3 separate regions of the Zea mays genome follow, and regions 1 and 3 are each linked to region 2. A link is a contact called in public Hi-C data. All regions are on one chromosome and are shown on one strand. Each heading gives the region's core, a stretch centred on a gene start, on an enhancer-like site or on the middle of the called end of the contact. The rest is flanking DNA. Distances are from core to core; before and after follow the strand shown.

What was found. A called contact is a pair of places that touch in the nucleus more often than the background predicts.
Region 1: a Hi-C map of leaf shows a contact between it and region 2, with 6 times the contacts expected there. The contact joins the promoter of LOC100283054 here to the promoter of LOC103643866 in region 2. A contact is called at or near these places in 6 of 25 Hi-C or Micro-C datasets (ear, leaf and tassel).
Region 3: a Hi-C map of leaf shows a contact between it and region 2, with 2.9 times the contacts expected there. The contact joins the promoter of LOC100283191 here to the promoter of LOC103643866 in region 2. A contact is called at or near these places in 5 of 25 Hi-C or Micro-C datasets (ear, endosperm, leaf and 1 more).

Annotation. Positions count from the first base shown.
Region 1 is chr1:271,754,964-271,759,561 of Zm-B73-REFERENCE-NAM-5.0, reverse strand. It overlaps LOC100283054 (gtk16 protein), which reads right to left and starts at 2,091. Exons shown (of 4, transcript NM_001155956.1): 1 at 1,639-2,091. The coding sequence starts at 1,898.
Region 2 is chr1:271,547,299-271,551,747 of Zm-B73-REFERENCE-NAM-5.0, reverse strand. LOC103643866 (protein OPAQUE10-like) reads left to right here and starts at 1,479. Exons shown (of 8, transcript NM_001358048.1): 1 at 1,479-1,847; 2 at 3,143-3,234; 3 at 3,540-3,690. The coding sequence starts at 1,641.
Region 3 is chr1:271,330,900-271,335,322 of Zm-B73-REFERENCE-NAM-5.0, reverse strand. LOC100283191 (pinin/SDK/memA/ protein conserved region containing protein) reads left to right here and starts at 2,059. Exons shown (of 10, transcript NM_001156093.2): 1 at 2,059-2,200; 2 at 2,286-2,387; 3 at 2,488-2,553; 4 at 2,660-2,812; 5 at 2,911-3,024; 6 at 3,724-3,795; 7 at 4,306-4,389. The coding sequence starts at 2,126. LOC100282419 reads right to left here and starts at 1,873. Exons shown (of 11, transcript NM_001155330.2): 1 at 1,454-1,873; 2 at 1,238-1,357. The coding sequence starts at 1,692.

The DNA of each region.
Region 1 (4,598 bases), core at 842-3,341, 210 kb before region 2:
AACTAAAACAAATTGGCTATGTGTTCAGTAATACCTGCACTAGGATTTAAAATTCTGAGAACTGTATGGCTAATAAACTAGTACAAGTAAAATGTTTAAATAGGAAAATAGCATCAGATGCACTCAGCTTGTATCTTAAAAGGGGGGGGGGGGGGGGGGGGGCTGTAATTGAAATGTAGGAGCACACCAGTGTGCTAGATTTTGCTAAATACTTGCAGTGTCTCTTAGGCACCTAATGAAACTGTTAAATTAACCAAAACAAAGCAAAATGAGTATCTGTGTTGTGTAACAAGAAATGTAAGTGAATAACTGAAAGTGTACTATGATTTGGTGAGTGGTTGGCTGGTTGTAGCAGATATGCAAGGTGACACCCTAATACATCAGAACAAATGACAAATTGGTAGTTATTATAACTAATTTACAGTGAGTTCTTCTCTTGTTAAATTAGTAATCCAGAACTGAGGGATAGGAGAAACAATCCTATGATTTAGTTGATGGTGACGGAGGTCAAATGTCTATTCTTAAAAGGGCGTATCCAGTGCCGTAGGCTTCCCGCACTGTGCCAGCTCGGGTTTAAATGTTCAGATTTACATTTCGAATAACCAGCTCGGGTTTAAATATCTATTTAGTATTTACAAGGATAAATCGTGTTATCTTGATGGAAAACTACAAAATAAACCTAGCTCTTGAATCATATTAGATTCAGGATCTTATATTAGTGCCAGTAACTTTACAAGATTCAAATTATTGTATTGGATGCACAACAAAGCCTAAGGAACTCGTACCAAACCTCAACAGGAGGTATGGATAGAATGGGAATATTTACTTTTTTCAACAAAAATGGTAATGGTACAGTAGTCCCAAAAAAAACTGTAACTAGTTAATTTGGTACCACAACAGCATTGGCCAGTGCTTATATTATATCTACAACTAAATACTTCTCTAACATGTAAAACCCAACATAAATGTGGGTAGCATCTTTCTTGTATGGATGATGGTAATGGGAAGCTTTGAAAAATTGACTTGCAAGCCCAATATACTTGCAAATTTCCCCTGCTAAATAACCTGAGAAGAATTATAGTGTTACTGATTACTGAGTACTGACTCCCGAGAGATAGAATTTACAGCAAGAAAGAAAGCCAGTCGCTGTCCACGACATTTACGCTATTGAACTCTGTACAGGCAGTACAGCCAATTAGCTCCTAGTCTTGGCTTATTCCTAACGAGGTTTTGACTTAGACAACGTCTCCCATGTGGAGTCGCTGCAAGATCAGATAGGAAAGGAGCCCTCTTTTGTCCCCTTCATTGAAATTGGTAACCAACATATCAAATGTTCCTAACTGTCTAAATTTGCATCTACTAAAACATAGCTTCAGTATTATTTGACTGAACCATGTGTTCATCTTCGATCTCACGCATCACGAAATCTCACACCTCCATCAAGTTATTCTGATGTTGAAGAACAGCCTAGTCCTCAGAAATCGGCATCCGAAATCACATCCAAAGTAGCACTAATTAATCAATAGATACCATGCTTGCAGCATGATTTACACTACGCGCCTCAGATACGAAATAAGCCTGATCCAAATAAAAGGCCGATCGGGGGAACAAAGAGAAAGCGGGCAGGGATATGCGTACTTGAGAAGGCGGACGTCGGCAAGGCTGCGCGGGAGGCGGAGGATCTGCCCAAACTCGCCGCGTGGCGCGGTGAGGAAGACGCAGAAGATCCCGGCGGTGAAGAGCGCGAGCACGGCCGCGAACGCGAACGCCTCGGACCTCGTCAAAGCCGGGCGCGCCCCTGCGAGCTCGGGCTTGCCCTTCTTAGCGGCAGGAGAGTCGTCGCTGCTGGCGCCGGCGCCCGCCGCCTCGATGTCGCGGCGCGCGAACGGCATGGCCATGCCGGCGACGGCGGCCGCCGCAGCGGGGGTGAGGCGGGGGGCGCGACGCGGAGGGAGCGCCTGGTGCTGCTGCTGCTACTGACGCCGAGGCTACGAGGCATGTCTCGAGGGCGGCCTCATGGGGAGGCGGGCGACGACACCGAAGACAGGAGGAGGTCGGAGACTCGGAGGAGGCCCGGTGCGGTGGTGCGGTGCTATGTTCTGTGCCGCGTCGTGTTTTTTGTTCGGCTTTTTTGTTTTTTTTTCTTTTGGAGGGGGGGCGTGTTTGATCCGGCACGTCGATTGGGTGGGATGTGCCCGGATGTGTATTTTGTCTTTTGACTTGTCTACAGGGCCTGGACTTGGCCCAGTTATTTCCCGGGCCTCTGGTGACCAAGACTTCCTCGTGACACTACGACGACAAGTACAGTATTTTCATCTTTACCTATCTTTACCTCTATAAATACTAGTAGTATGCCCGTATTAACGATACAACGAACCTAAAAGACAATAAAAATTAATTAGGATAATAAGATGTGCAAAAATATGAATATTTGTTTATTATTATTAATAAACGCTGAAATCTTAGTAAGACGACAAATTAAAATGAAGTGAATATACATTAAGGATAATAATTTTCTGTAAAAGTTGAGTATCATTACAAATAAAATCATATTTATCTGATGTGTCTAATAATTTCTTGTATTTCTTCTGGAATGTTGTCTTTGGATTCATTGTCCTTGTACTTCATTAATTCTACTAAAAATTTGGTCCTCAAGACATTCCCATTCTGCATATTCATTATTACATATCATTGAACTCAATTAATAATCAATTATAGAAGAACGATATTGACAAAGTATTGGAACAAATAGGGTACTCACGGTGCAAATGCAGGATAACCTTATACCATTCCAAACGTGCATAAAGTTGATAACAAGAAAGGCGGATAAATCCCTACAAATTAAAATAATATGTTGTTACATATATGTAGACCAAATTAATAAGTTGTTCAGGTTAAAAAAATTACCAGTTTAATGTTCTTAGAACTCATGTTGGTACTATACGACACCACATATAAATATCGTCTTTCCATATAGGATTGGCCAATTCCATGGCAGCATTCATATTATTGCCAATATAATGTATTTTATGGATATAATGCATGTTAGGATCATCACCCTTAAACCATGATGGTATAGGCATGGAGTACATTATATAGATGCTTCTAGTGTCCATGTTAAGTACATATAAGGTGAAGTGACCCAAGAAAGAATCGGACAATAGAATCTACAATTTAAAAAAATAGTTCAAGTAAGAGAAAAAAACAAGATTACAAAAATGATGAAAGAGTATAGCTTACTTGTTTGCAATCTGAAACATCGTACTCTATGGTAGGCCAACATTCTAATAATTTTGCCAACATGTTGATATCTGGCTTTGCACGAAGGCGAGGGTCTCGACCAAATTTAGTTATGGACTACTTTTTGTTAGTAAAATAATGATATAATGAACACACTTATATGAATAAAGACTAATTACTTCAACTTACACAGAACTGTAGATCCATATAGTGGTATTTGTCTTTCAACAAGAACAAGTCATCATTGCATGCGATCATCCGAACAGCCATGTTAAAACAATCTGTATCTATCGGCTTATTTACATCCAATATATCTTTAAGTTTTTTAAGACTTAAAAAATTGGATAGAGTTTAGTGCTCTGAATCCAATGTTTCCTATTAAATGAACATTTGTTTTTATAGTTAAAGCATGAATATTTACCATGCATATATTATATTAAATGAGAATTAACTTATTTTAAATATTTGGCGTTGTCTATCCCCATGATATATGTGCATAACACAAACATCAGTTCTTGTGTGTTTGTTGATGTTACTTTAGCAGGCAGAACACATGAAGATATATATGGTTTAATTTGATGTGATGTATTTGACGATTTAGGTAACTCACATGGAGTATCGATTATTTCAAGATCACTTGAACTCTCTCAATCTTCATCCACATTGTGGTCAAGATTTTGATGTATTTTCTTTGTGTTTAATCTCGAGTCCCATAATATTACAGATAGCTTAAACCTAAACATTGTTATATCATCCTGCAAGTATATAAATTAGAACAAAAGAAACATTGTTCCTATAAATATACGTCCTCTACTTGAGTTACGTTATCAGATAGGGAAGATCCTATCCAGTATTCCATATAGTTTATCATCCATAACCCGCAAGATACCCTTATATGAAATTTAACGGATCGGGTGAGTTTCTATGTATATATGAAAATAAATACAACCAATTTTGTAGAGTGGTGGTCACATGAATTTTACCCATCGGTTTGCATTTGTGTTGTGATCTTCTCTATAATTGGCCATGATGCAACATCAAGGTTCGACCACTTGCCTTGGTAAAGCTCTTTATGTTCTGCTGCAAGTTTAATCTGTCTTTCTAGACCTTTTAACTATGTGTATATATAAAACATATCAAGATTTATAGATAATAAATAATGTAATGATGAAATAATCATAATATAAAAGAAATAATTACTCACTGTAGTATAAAGGTCTCGGCGATCCGTTATTTGTTGTCCCATAGAATCGAGTACATGTACCTCACTTTTTTTTGCATTCAGAACTGCCAGGTACTAGTGAAAGTTTTCTATATTTATTGGAATGAACACCTTCATAGAACATACACATTAACAT
Region 2 (4,449 bases), core at 230-2,729:
TTGGCAGCAACAGAAAAATAAACTGGTGGTGGTGAGGTGGGCCGCGGTTTAGTGTGGCCCAGCCGCCCAGCGGACGAAGAGAGAATCGAAATAAGGGCAGACATGATCTGAGGTGCATCTCTAATTAGGGCCCCACGAAATTCTCGTGGTCCGTCGGCTTGGTTCTATTGTTTTTTTTCACGAGTTGAGCACTTTTAACATTCTAGCTCGATTCGTTAACCAGCTAGCTCACGAATTAAACGAGCTACCACATTTTAGAAAAAGGAACTATATGCATATTATTTACATAATAATTGATTAACTATATCTATACATTAAATTTGTCTATGCAAATATAACTGTGGGTTAAACTGTTGAACATGTATATTAATTGTGAATTGATGAGTGATGAATTATGTTAATTTGGTATTACATTGACGTGGTCTGTGAAACTATGAGTATAATTATTATTTTCTATTGTTAAATTAGTTTAAAATTAACTAGAAATTGATTATTATATATATATATATATATATATATATATATATATATATATATATATATATATATATATATATATATATATATATATATATATATATATATATATATATATATATATATATATAATCTCTGTCTCACGAGGTAAACGAGCCAACTCGAGCTAATAAACGAGTCGACTCTGTGGCTTGTTAGCTTAACGAGCCAAACCGAGTCAACTTGAACTATGACGAAATATCCAACCGTATCTCCAAGAATGCTTTTTGAAAAAAAAACGCTTCAAAAACTTATTTGGCTTTGTCCCCAATAAAACATGTGTTCGGTAATCGGTATTACCATATGTCACCAGCCTAAATTTATCCTATAGAAGCACCAGTCTAGATTTACGATCGTCTCATTTAACCTGTGAACGCCTTTGGCCATTCTAGTAAGGCAAGGCAGCCCAAGCCACTCCTTGCTAGTCCTGATCGCCTGGGTGGCGGGATGCTTCTCTTTTGTGATTTGAGCGTGGTAGCCAGCCGATGATTTAAATCTATATAGACAAACACACACCGCTCAATAATTTCGTAAGGAACTCGTCTTCTCCTTTCAAGGCGTCGTTGTGTAGCGCAAATGCGCAAAATCCCGTACGCGAGTGCCCCCCGGCCACACGAACCGGATGGCGCATCGGACGCCCACGGTTCGGGCGCGGTCCCTTTCGTCCTGCGTTTTTGTCCGGTTCAGCTCCTGAATGGCTGAATCCCACTCCCGCGAGTCACTCGTGTGCCGCTCGCTGACTGCCCACGTTACGGCCACGCTAGTCCGCGTCGGCGTCGCTGCACCTGCACACGGCAAATGCCGCTTGGCTCGACCCGGAGAATTTACGCGCCCCGCCCTCTGGCCCCTCGGTCTCGGCACCCGCAAACGGGAAAAATCCAATCATGTCCTCGTCGTTCGCCGCGAGAAAAACGCGCCAGTAAATGCGCGCAGGTGCAGCAGCGGCAGCGCCGCGCTCATTCCGGCGCAGCACGCGACACGCGGCTTCTGCCTCGCCTCCACGGCTGCAGCCCGCGCCGCCCACCCCAGGCGCGCGCGCACGCAAACGGCAACGCGTGCTCACGCATCCTCCTCCTCCCGCCGCTGAAGTGGAGTAGCCGAGTAGCAAACTACGGCACACGGCCATGAGCTTGCACGCCGCGCGCGGCGGGCCGCACGAGGATCTGAGCTGGAGCGCCATCGGGCGGCGGGCACCCCGTGACGTGGTGACATTCGGTGATCGAGAAGGAGGCGGCGGGATGAGGAGTGCGCAGCAGGGGCCGGGGGCGGTGCGGGTGGACGAGGCGTCGTCCGCGTCCACCTTCCGTGAGCTCGACGAGGCCTTCCTGCAGGTGAGGTCCGATCCCGAAGCTTTTCTGTTCGGTTGGGGCTCTTGGGGGAACAGGGAGCTAATGGAACAGTGAGTGAGTGTGCTTGCTTGGACCTCCGACCCCCTCGCGGTTTGGTGGAGTGGCTTCCGCCGTGCCTGCTGTTGAGGTGATGGACGCCGTCCTGTATTGGTGCCAGATTATCCAGTGGTTCTTGTCATGAAGGTTCATACGACCCGTTCCCTGTGGCGCTCTTGATTCATCGGGGTTCGCACGCCAGACATCATACCAGAATCCCTTGTCGATGAATTCGATTTTTCTTGCATTACCGAGTAGATAAGATGGCAACATGAACTAAAGAGTCGCCGATTAATTTCTTTGTCGTTACGGTTGCATATGGGTTCAGTTTGGCTGGTTCGTGGTGTCCGGACTCCGGACTTTGTTAGACTGTTGAGTAGAGTACTACTATGGTGCTGTTAAAACTGATGTTTTCCAGATCGATCAGTGGGTAGTAGACTTTCTTTTATAGCTATTTTGCCATTTTTAGTCGTGGTTAATGTCAAAAATGGCATGTGCTTGCTGGACCATTTCTCCGTGTCAACAGAATTAGTAGAATATCACATCGGTGATCCAATCTCTTCCTGACAAAGTTAAGATAAGGGCATGGCAAATGGTCCTTGCTGAGTATAGCTACTTCAATACTACAGGAGACATTGGCCAGTGTAATTTCATTCTCCAAGATGCCTTGGTTTCTCAAAAAAGTATCTGCATTCGTGCATTAAACTCATGTGAGTAAAGATGGCATATACATGCCATTAAATCTGTTAAGTTTTGTTAAAACACAATACAACCTAGTGAGGTATAGCCAATTCAATTGCTATGGTTTATAAATAAGATGCAGTGTATATACAATTATTCCGAGTTACAGCGAAAGAGCTTCTAGCTGAGTTGGCTAGGTGGTCTGAGTAGTACTTCTCAGATCCTGAGTTTAAGTTCCCGTGGGTGCGAATTTAAATCCACTCGTTTGTACCACGACAAAGCACATGAGGTTTTCTCGACCTGTGCGAGAATGTTTTTTTCTTAATACAATGCCCGAGAACTGTATTACTCATATTCTTAGGATGTATAGTGTTTGCTTTCTCCTTTTTGTTGACACTGTCCTTGATTTGGAATGATAAAACATTTTGTTAGTTTTTGTTTCAAAAGAAAACTTGTTAGTTATCCTGCTTCTGTAAACCAGAGACTACACATGCTATTCTAGAGTTTACGTAATCATGTACTTAATTTTTCATCTCTATTTATTTTCACGTTTGTTTCAGACACAAACAAAGATCTGGCTTGGAGAAGTTCTACATCTTAGGTTTGGTGAAGACGCTTTAGTTGCTGATCTTCTTGCTGACGGAGAATTACTGTAAGATCAGTTTCTTCATGAGGCCTCCCTGCATGAATAAAAGTAATTAGCATGTTGTGCTATGCATATGGATATGGCGTCGCTACCAAAATCTTGGATCCCACTGATCTGTATATTTTTTGCTCAGATAGTTTTGGCTCTTTGCAAGTGTCTACTTGCTTGAGCATTATGATGTCAATCAATCAGATAAAAGAATGCCTAGGATAAATGGTTTGTGAAAGAATAGAACTGTTTTATGATTAATTGTGTGCTTCTCTCTCTGATATTTACTGTATTCTGCTGACTTGTTATGTTTGTGCTATTAGGTTTCAAGTTTCCAAGGTATTATGGAAAATGTTACTAAAAAATAACAGAGAACAATTGAAACAATCAAAAGTGTATATTTATGAGAGACTATCCTTCGGTAGAAGTAGTGGAAAATACATGCCCTATTCAAAAGTTGACTCCTTTCTAAAGGTATGGATCTTTGCACATTTTCCTTCTAGACGATTCGGTTCTATTAATATATTTTTGAGCGAAATTCTTGATTTTAACTTCATGTGTTCAATATTTTTGTTAACTTGAAGTGCATTAATTTTGGTAAAAGTGAACAAATACAAATCTTTCAAAACATTTTTCCCATTTGAGGAGCTTGAATGAAGCTTTCTTTCCACGAATGCGTACGAAGCATATTCCTAGCATGAATTCCGTTGCAAGTAGCCAGTCTGATGAGTTTGATCCGTGTAAATTGTCTGTGGTGCATGAAATGCTCTGTCAATACTTGTGCATGAGGAAATCTAAAAAAACTACTATTGAATCTGCTAGTGATGGTGTTTTGTACTACTTCCTTGTGAGTTACATGTGCTCTACTGACTAACATTGCTGCAATGAAACTGAAGAAGCATTAGCTATAGCTACAAATCTGTCGACCTTTGCCTTTTTGCTCTGAACTTCCCTGTTTTTTCCATGCTTATCTACCTATTTTAGATCAACTGTATTCTGTACAAGCTCCTAGTAAAAAGTTGTACTCCCTCTAGTAAAAAAAATTACTTGACTCATTTGACTTTGCACGATCTTCGATGATATCTTTGGCCACTAATTTCTTCTGAAATATATCGCAAATTTATGTGCTTTTGTAATTATTCTTCAACTCACTTTTTATACATATAACTCACATGTTTTTCAAACTAAATTTTTGTGTTTTAAGCTTTGACTAGATATTGTCCTAAATGACAT
Region 3 (4,423 bases), core at 810-3,309, 220 kb after region 2:
CTGCTCTTTCATCAAAAAGACATGAAATCTCAAGTGCAGAAGGAAAGGCGGATCGTGCCGTATGCTGGTCAAGTTTAGGAGCTTTCGGCGTGAAAAGGCTTATGCTCCGTTTGGATGTCGATATTGGAGAGGATGGAATTGAATTGAGTTGAATATCAAATCATGCATGGTATTGAAATGAGATGTAATTCCAATTCTATTGTTTGGATCTCACTTAATTGGAGTTTGGAATTGTGCGGTCTAATTCCATGCAATACCGAGGAGTGAGGTTTTGTATTGGGAGAGGGGGTTTCTAGTTATAGTCCAATTTCAGATAATTTAGCCTCTAATTCCAAATCTCAATTCCATGTGCAACCAAACAACAAAATTTAGGAAAGGTGATTCCAATTCACAATTATATGCTCCAATATCTACATCCAAACGGGGTGTTAGGTTTTTTTCAGCTAGTTCAGACTGCGCGCTGCTAAGGTCAAGGGCCATGTACAGGAGCCCTTTTTTGCATCTCCTGTTCTTGTTAGCAATTAGCATGGTATGTGTTTCGTAGGTGCTGGGTTTACCCACCTGATGGTTGTTCCCTGGGTGAGCAGTAGAAGGGTGGTTCGTTTAGTTTCGCGTTGCATGAAAGTTAGAATAAGGGCCTGTTTGTTTACCCTCAAGATTATATAATCCAGCTTAAATAAGTTGAGAGGTAAACAAAGAATCTAAATTATTATGTGAATTATGTAATCTAGATACCTAGATTATGATAATCCATAAGCAAGTCAATAGGTGCTTATATAATCTATAAGCTGGATTATAAATCTTGTAGGGAAACAAACAGGGCTTAGAGCATCTCCAAGAGCTCTCCATAAAACGACTCCTCAAAATCAGTTTTAAGGGACATCTAAATAATAAGTGGGGGTAAATTTTAATCCTTTCTCCAACAGATCCCTTAAATCAGCAGTTTGTTTCTGGGGAGCCCAAAAAACCCCTCATTTGTAGCTACAAATGAGGGAGTTTTAAGGGCTATGAAAAAATTGGGGGCGCTTTAGGGGAACTGTTGGAGACATGTTTTTGTGTTTTTCCCAAAAAAAAAAATAGATTTAGGGGAGACTTCTGGGGAGCTTTTGGAGATGCTCTTAAAAACCTTGTAATTAAACCTTGTAATTTCGTTACATGGTAAAGAAATTCGGTTTTACCGATGTGGAAAAAACTGAGGAGTCGTACCCAACTTTCATAACCGAGACATACTACTTACTTTGTGAACATGAAGGGGATGAGGTGGCCGAGGTGCAGGGCCTCCGACGAGGGCCCCCTCCCCGTGTAGAGGTAGAACTTCTGCCCGTTCTCATACAAATCCAGTATCTCGTTCAAATCACTATAACATAAGAAAAGCACACAAAAATTCGTCAGCACGTCCTCCTACGGGGATAAAAAAAACTAGGGCCTTTTTTTTTTGCGGGTGGCTCGGTACCGGTGGGCGAAGAAGAGGCCTCGGCGGAGGAAGCAGTGCGGTGGTCGGGCGGTGAGGCGTGCGATGCGGTCCACGAGCGCGTCGTCGATGCGCTGGCAGCCGAACTGGTCCACGAGCTTGTCGTAGTCGATGCCGCCCTTCCCCGCCGACACCTCCCACGGATTCACTACCTGCTCCTCCTCCTCCTCTTTCCTCGCGGCGTCCACGCCTTGCTCCGCCGCCGCCGCCGCCGCCGCCATGGCCGCGGACAGATCTATCTCTTGCTTCCCTCCGGCGGCGCGAGGGATTAGCGGCAGGGAGAGTTAAGCCTCGGGCTTGTGGTCTCTGACGTATGGGGCCCGCAAACAACAAGAGGCGATGGAGGCTTGTCGTCGTGGCTTCCGCGGGTCTTGGGTGTGCCCGGCAAATTGTTGTCGACCCAGAAACAAATTATTGTCGTCTTTGCTCCTTTGTGATGCACGGGTTCGGGCGTTCGGCCCAGGACCCGCTCCACGCGTACTCCTCACCGTAAAACGATGCAAGATCCAACGGCACATACCACCCCAAAGCCGTCTCGGCAACCCGCACCCTATACTAGGGCACCGAAACCCCCAACCATCGTTCCCAGGTTGCCAATCCGAGCGCAGCCAAACCCAAACCCTCCTCCCTCCCGGCTCTCGACGGGCGACGGCGATGGCCGCCGCGACAGAGAAGACGGCTGAGGACATCCGCCGCGAGCTCCAGGAGCTCCAGCGTCAGCACCGCGAGGTACATCTCTTTCTTTGTCCAGCGCTTCTCGAAGCCCCGAGTCTCCGGGCCGTCTGCCCTGACCTTTTCTCGTCCCCATCAACAGATCACCGAGCGCCTGCGCGACCCCCGTGGCCTTCGCCGCGGCGCCCCCGGCCCTGGTCCTGGACCCGGGGCCCCCCGCCCGCTCCGCGGCTTCGCGAGACCCGTACGCTTCTCCCCTGCACCTCCCTCACGCACCCATCGTTTTGCTTAATGTATTTGTGTACTCGTAACACTTCTTTTTGTCATCAATGTCTCTGATGTAGGCTGTGGGTCCGGAATCGGGGGATCAACCTCCGCAGAAGCGTCGGCTGCTATCAGCCGTAGTTAAGGTATCTTCTTTTTCTGCTTCAATTTCGCTTCTGTTTGCACAGTCTGTAATGGTCTGCTTGTCGAAACAATAAAATTATGTCTGGTTGCTTGACATAACAACTGGAGGTGGATGGGGCTGAAAATAACGAGGAAGGCACAAAGGATGCGGATGCGGAGGGGCATGGGACAGGTTCAGGTGCCACTGAAGGCAGTGCCGGGAGGGGTTTCAACAATGGCGGGTTCAGAAGGGATGGTGGCTTGCGGATGCAGAGGAGAGTGGTGAGTACTTATTAGAACAAAGTGTGGATGTCTTGTGGTTTTGCTATTCACGGTTATATGTCATCTTGTGGAGCTTACCTTGTTTCGTTTGGTTATAGGACTATAATTCGCTGCCAGAGCCAGCTCCAAGGGAGCTTCCCAGGAATGAGGACCCGAATTTGGTGAGAAGAAATAAGAGGATGCTGGGGCAGCTTCTTGTCGGTACATTAGAGGTAAAGCAATTCTTTGCATAATGATGAATCTGTACTCCTGCAAGAATACATATTGACCTAATGTGGCTGTTCTCTATTTCTGTCTCATTCCTTGGAAAAACTTGATTAGCTTTTACCTGTTCTGTTGGCCAGTGTTAACAAACCTGCCAGCTGGGTATCAACTTAACAAAATACTAAATCCATTTACAGGGTGTTTGGTTTGAGGAACCACTCGATTCTACATTCTAGATGAGGTGGTGGCGTGGTGCATCATGAGTTGATTCCTCAATTTTGGTGGAATGGCTCCATTCCTCGTAATAGTTTTAAATTATTGACTTGTGAGGAATGGGTGATTATGCACCATCCTATTCCATTGCACTAACCAAACAAAAAAAAGTGAGGAATGAGTAGATGATGGACTAACTCAGTCTTAAAACCAAACACCCCATTAGTGTCCTGTTCCCGCAATGTTATATTTATGCCTGTGAGTTTGGTTGCCAATGATACGTACTTATTCCAATCTAAGGAACTTTGCATTGACATGTTGCTACCTAGCATTATTTTATATAGCACAGCCCACCCAATGTCCAGGATTCTCTATCTTTGGATGTTGGGTGTGCCAGTGCCATTGCTTGCACACCTGTCTGGGTTTATACATCATAACATCAGTACATCACTGTGTGAAATTTTGTTTATCTTATTCTACTGCCTGCAATGCAGAAATTTCAACAAGAAGATAAAAAACTATCTAACTCCGAGGCTTTTCTGCGTAGATCAGAGACTCAGCGAAAGGTTTGCTTACTTTTTCCATCAAAGTTAATGGCTGGTATCCAGTAGGGGCTACTTCTATGATGTAATAAGTGCTTCTGTATTGTGATTTTCATATGTGCTTACTGCTTAATCTATGCCAGCACATTTGGTGTTCCTATGGGCACAGCTTCTACTTGTGAAATTTTGTGCAGAGTGCATCCGACATTTGTTTCTGAAGAAACAAAAATAATTTATAACACATAATATATAACAGTAATGTCAATTTTGATGCTAAAATTCATTCGTGCTAAAAAGGAACTTGTTAAATAATGGAACCTTGATATCTGCATGCTCTCATACTTGAGTATACTTAGGACAATACATCATGGAAAAAATATTTACTAATTGTGGCTGAGTGCACACAGTCAGATCTTTAATATTTCCGAGGAATTCTGTGTTCTCTTTAAGTTGTCACATTTCACATATGTAATTGGATGTTATGGAGTGGATCACTAAAATCCATTTAATACTGAAATAATCAATTGGTTTTAGGCTGAGCAAAAGGTCCGCGAAGAAAGTGAAAGGCTGCGACAGAAGGAACGTGAGCAAATTGCAGAGAAGCGTAAGCGTGATATGGTAAGTTTGTTGGTTTGTATTTATCTGTTAGAAC